2 separate regions of the Zea mays genome follow, and region 1 is linked to region 2. A link is a contact called in public Hi-C data. All regions are on one chromosome and are shown on one strand. The core of a region is the stretch at or near the end of the contact, and the rest is flanking DNA. Distances in the headings are between cores, read along the strand shown. Region 1 holds the start of LOC100501575. Region 2 has its middle 20 kb from the start of LOC100382314.

Region 1 (2,786 bases), core at 210-2,709, 120 kb before region 2:
TGGTCATAGCCTATGGCCAGCGTATTGGATGGACGCACTCCCGAAAAGCGAAAACACAGGCCGGTGCCCGAAAGGACACGTAAGGTATCCGAGTGGTTTCAGACAAGTGATCCCTATTTCGCTCGCTTTCGTCTCGGCTACTTGCACAATCTATACTCCACGCACAGTACATACGGTACCATTTGACTGTTACTGAGTAAACTGAATATTATTGATTTTTTCAACGGCTGCAGTGTTCTGCTATTTTTAAAAATTTTGCTTACCTCATCATTGCCTACACTCCCTAAAAATACCCATTGACTCTTGTGATTTGTTGGCTCATCTATGTCTACGTCTATAAATTCTAGGTCTATTAGACAAAATTTCGAAGCTCAGGGTTGGGATAAGCATATTCCGTATGTCCTTTTACATTGACATTGTTTTTTTTTTCTCATAATTATAAACTATTTTTTTTAAAAAAAATAAGAACAGAGGCGAATGGCGAGATGCCTGTGCAATCTAGGAATTGTACGTTCCACAACAGTAATCTGCGAGGAGGGATCGAGGGCGTGGCGCGGTGCGTTACCTCTTTCCGGCTAGCCTTGACGCCCGGCGACGCGTACTCCGGAGTGCGGGGCAGCGCGGGCCACCTCTCCGGCGTCGTCGGCGCAGCCGCAGCGCCCGGCGGCATCATGAACCCAGTGCCCCAGTCGGGCGTCGCCGCGAACCTGGGGCTCCGGTCGGGCGTCTGCGGGAACGCGGCGGCGGCGGCGCCAGCGCCCCAGTCCGGAGTGGGCACGAACCGCGGGGTCCGGTCGGGCGTGGCGGCGGCGCAGAGCTGCATGATCCTGGCAGCGGCGTCGGCGGCGTCGCGGCTCTCGGCCATGAGCCTGTCGACCTCCGCCTTGGGCAGGCGCATCCGGAGGCGGACGGGCCCGCCGCCCTCGGAGGCCGTGGAGAGCGGGGACGGCGGCGCCGTGCCCGCGGAGGCGGCGAGGGAGAGGTCGGAGGTGGAGCGGCGCGTGAGCATGAGCGACTCGAGCCGCTCCCGCGCGCCGACGTGGAGCGCGCCGGACCAGGCGCGGCGCGGCGGGGCGGCCGGCCGGGGCAGCGCGACGAGGAAGTAGAGGCGGCCCGGGCGGAGCTGCGCGTCGTGCGCCAGCGGCCGGGCGCGGACGCCCAGCAGCTTCACCTCCTCCGACTCGAGCAGCTGGAACCCCGGGTGGTCGCGCAGCACCGTGCCCGCGGACGCCGGCGGCTTCACGCGGAACGCCGTGCCGTCCAGCTGCATCACCTTGGCGCCCTTGCGCCGCCCGCCGATGCTGTTGCCCATTGCAGTTTGCACGCGCGCGGCTTCTGCTGCTGCTGCTGTCTCCCCTTCGCTCCGGGTGGGTGGGTCCGTAGAGGGGGTGGTGCACGCAGACGCAGCTGGTGTTTCGCTTGGTTTTGGCCTGCCCCTGCTCTTCTTTCGCAGCTCGCGTTGGAGGCGTTGTTTGTGCGTAGCCGGTTAGGGCGTCAAGGAGGAATTAAAAAGGGAAGGGGGGAAAAGGCTAGGCTGCTACTGCTAGGGCCGGTTGGGGCCGAGGTCAAAGGAGACGGTGAGTATTCGGCTCAAGGACAAGGAAGGATGCATTTTGTAAATATTTTGTTAGGCATATGAAGGACAAAGAAACATTTGTTAGGCATATGACCGAAATCACTGATACCTCCGGTTGATACGTGCGAACGTTTCATAAATATGACTGAAAGCACCTTAAACGACTACTACAGTGTTTTTTTTTGCTCGTAGAATCTTTTAGTTGTGGCGGCTATTTTTTTTATTTATCTCTATATAGTGCATGTCATGGCTTCCCTTTTTAATATAACAATCAGCTCTCTTGTTGGTAAACTTTAAAAAAACATACTAGTCAAATGATGTCCAGTTGATCAAAACTTGCACAAATTACACAAACAATCCGGCTAGGGAACCGAAGAGGCCCTTAATAACCTTTATTTAATCTCTGAAACTAAAAATATTAGGGACTGGATTTTAGTTCCTGAACTCAACTCTCTATTTAGGTTAACGGAAACAAATTAAACAGGCGCTACTTATTTTTGTTATGGGGTCCCGTTTCTGCCGATGGCGGCTAACCGTGCATGTACAAATATCACTCAGTGCTCTCCAGATTGAGGTGTTGTTGACATTGCGAGTTTCAAACTGCATGCAGGTGCCGCCAGTCGGATGGCGCCTCGAGCGGACTGCTTGTTCCATTTCTCCGCCTGTCACGGCACGAACGAGCGCCCAGCTAGCGGCAAAGGTCGCCGGGACGGTGCGGGTTAGCCGTTGTCCTGGCCTGCCACGGCGGGAAGGGCTTGTTCCATCTGTCCGCCTGTCACGGCGCGGACGGAGCGTCCATCGCCAAGGTCAATTTACGCCGGGACGGCCGGCTACGGTACCCGGGCTGATCTGTCTGTATGTATCGCGCGCGAGCGCAACCCTGTCAAAATGTCAAAGCGCACGTGGCATTGCATTGATCAGTGCCGCTGCCGTGTCGCTCGCATACTCACATTTTGGGCACGCAGGCTCACAGGCGACGACGAGACAAGGCCATGCCGGTTCTTATAAAATTACGTTTGGAAACTAACTCCATCTTTCATACTCTAGGGTCACGCCCCTGCTCTATAGCGGTAAGATTAGACGTCTCACTCAGCAGGGGAAACGGAGAGGCTAGCGAGGGGATTCTAGTCTCTCTAATCTCCTTCGTTTCCCTTGCTGCCAAACATGTCCGTAGTCGGCGCTATAGCCCGTAGCATCTGTCCCACAATTC
Region 2 (2,805 bases), core at 205-2,704:
CTTTCAGTAACGAGAGGAACTATGCTTGCATTTTAATCGTGTGCAACCCTAGGAAGAGAGGCGATGGTGGCGATTAAGATGATCTCTCAAGCACATGAGCCTCTTCGTATATATAGACATTTGCTAATAAGTTTTTATCTTAAAGACGGATTAGTGTTCCTATGGATATGACTGTATCTTGCGCATATATTCAACTGAAGGTTGGTTTCTTCTCTGCCCTCTCTCTCTCTCTCGTTACTCTGTCCAATTTGTGTCCTACGATCACTTGCGAGACTGTGGTAGAGCACAGGCCGACGAGGGCTCGACACCATAGTTATGTCACACACACAGTGGGAATTACAGCCAACCAATGCATGGTGCAAGGCAGGCGCTGACCTTCACACGACGAAGGTTCCTATGAGCAGGGCGAATCCATAGGGTGGACAAAGGTGGCCATGCCCCCTCAAGTTTTATAAAACCTCCTATATCTAATATTCATTTAATGTTAAATATAGAAAAAATAAAGTTTTAGGTGGATTAAATCGGCCAAACCCTCGCGACGCCCTCACCCCACTTGTCATCGTCACAACGCCGACACGTCTGGCAAGCCCGATCTCGCTCGTCGCGATGATACGACCCATCCTCAGCGGCCGCAAGCTTAGTGAACCAGCGAGCCGTTGCTTAGTGTCAAAGGGGCCTCCTGACACCGCCCTCTTCTCGGTGCCCCCGCCATTCGAGGATATACATTGAATAAATACTTACGACACCAATTCGATCACTAAGAATTTAGTGGCATGTTTGCTTCTTTTGTTTATATAGTTTTCTTCTTTTAATTTGTGTCGCGTATTGATATAAAACCTAGATTTCTATGCAACACTAGTTTTCGGTCGTGCTTGACTTTGTCACGTGGTTTTTTTGCGTTCCATGAATCCTCATCGTGGGGGCGTCCTCGGATGGGCTCGATGAACCTGCACACCGATTCAAAATAGCATAATTATCATTTTCAGAGAGGGACAGATCAAATTCACTTGTGTAAAAGGCTCTGCCATCGATCCATAGGTGGACGGGTAAACGGTAGCTCGGCTTCTAGAAACAAGATGTCCCGGTCTCCGTAAATCCTTCTCGGGGGCAGTGGCAGGCGGCCGGCGACGGCAGGTACGCGCTGGTGGTTGGCTGTGACCGAGTCGTCTGTCGACCGGTGCACGCGGTCGAGTACAGGATTCAGCGTAAAAATCCAACAGGCATCGCACGCGCACGGCAAAGCGATAGCACCACCTGCACCGTCCGTCCGGGGCTGCCTGGCGAGGCGCATTATTAGTAGCAGCAGCCCGCATGCCGGCCGCCGCGCAGTGCTTCATCGATCGGTCGGTGTACTCGTGTGGCCGAGGCCTGTGCGCGCGGGGTGCAGGGGCTGCCCGGCCGCCGCGTCCGTGCTGGACTGCTGCCGCGCTGGTGGGGCGTAGTAACTGCGTGGCGTACTTGTCGTACGCGCCAGGCCGTCCCTCTTTCTGCGCGTTCGCAATTGCACGTTCTCCCACACTGCACAGAGCCACAGAGACACGGCACGGCTGGCTTGCCTGGACGCGGAGACATCGATCCTGTGGAGTACCGACTGTCAGGTTGCAGCTGCACCCACCCCCATCTCGTTTTCGCGGTACTTCCTGTCTCAGTTACGACAAGTATAAACAGGTTTATACCATGTGCTCTCCTGCTGGGTTACAACTGTGGCTGCAGGTCCGGGCAGGCGCCCTGGCATGGACGCGTGTCGCCAATCCAGCCATCCGGGAAAATGTGATCTATTCCCTACCAATCACGCGATCGAGGCTAGAGAACCATTTGTTTCTTCCAGTCACGTGGGCGCGAAGTCGAACAGCCAGAATCCACGAGCCACGTGTTCTCCAGGCCTCCGTTCTGCATCAATAGAAAGACCCGGGCGAGCAAATAGCATAGCACTAGGGTTAGGATACTGAGAATAATACCAGTGTTGCGTCATCTGCCCATAAAAAGTGTTAGAAAAAACACAACCCCTCCCAGTCTACAAGGTAAGCGATCTCCATAAGAAGGAAATTATGGCCCGCTAGGGAAGCAAGAACCAAAGACGCTATCATGGGTCCTTGGCCATATGGCATAAGACTAGCACCCCACAGGGCACAACCACCTTGTGGTCTCTCTGCCTAAGGCCTAGCAACAAGAGGCAAAGCACCTCTAGGCCTCGTAGGACATCTTCGAATAGGAAGATCATGAACACCACGAGAAAGGTGGTTCATGTCCTTTCTGTTTGGCTCAGAAGCCCGCCGCTCATCTCTCTTCCTCCTAAAGCAAAAGCAGCCAGATGCCCGTCCCTCTCACAATACTCACATTTGAACCTCACCTCTCTCTTAGGTGGATTTTGTTTATGGAATGGGGCTTTCTTTTTTAGTGGCTTGGCTTTTGGAGGGGGGACACTGGAGATGTCGGGAAGGGTATCAAGTGTGTTCATGAGGTGGTTAGGTTTTGGAACCCACACTTGTTTCTGAGGAGGGGCACTCACAGGCTCCTCAATCACCATCTCTCACAGGGGTGATAGCCTTAGGTGGAATGATTTTGATAAGCTTGGGAGTGGCTGAAGGTTTCTCTGATGGTTTTAATCCACTCCACTCACCAACCTTGCCAAGTTGAGCGTTGTTCCTAGACCTAGAAGCAAACCCTATTCTCGGTCCGCAAGTTCCCCTCTTGAAATGACTAGCCACCATCCCCAATTGGGATCACTGCACAACACCCAACTCAAGACCGAACGAAGGTTTGTGTTTTCTTCCTCGATCCAGGTCTTTGTTATGTCTGCAGGAC

What was found. A called contact is a pair of places that touch in the nucleus more often than the background predicts.
Region 1: a contact with region 2 is called in a Hi-C map of bundle sheath, with 2.7 times the contacts expected there. The contact joins the promoter of LOC100501575 here to the enhancer-like site in region 2. A contact is called at or near these places in 5 of 25 Hi-C or Micro-C datasets (bundle sheath, endosperm, leaf and 1 more).

Annotation. Positions count from the first base shown.
Region 1 is chr6:128,509,854-128,512,639 of Zm-B73-REFERENCE-NAM-5.0, reverse strand. It overlaps LOC100501575, which reads right to left and starts at 1,459. Exons shown (of 2, transcript NM_001196266.1): 1 at 566-1,459. The coding sequence starts at 1,312.
Region 2 is chr6:128,388,465-128,391,269 of Zm-B73-REFERENCE-NAM-5.0, reverse strand. No RefSeq gene overlaps it. Among protein-coding and RNA genes, the nearest start is that of LOC100382314, 20 kb to the right of the region's middle. Within about 2 kb of position 1,454, at least 17 of the 20 cell types and tissues checked have an H3K27ac peak or open chromatin away from gene starts, as enhancers often do. A contact at or near this core is called in bundle sheath, endosperm and leaf, where this site is marked.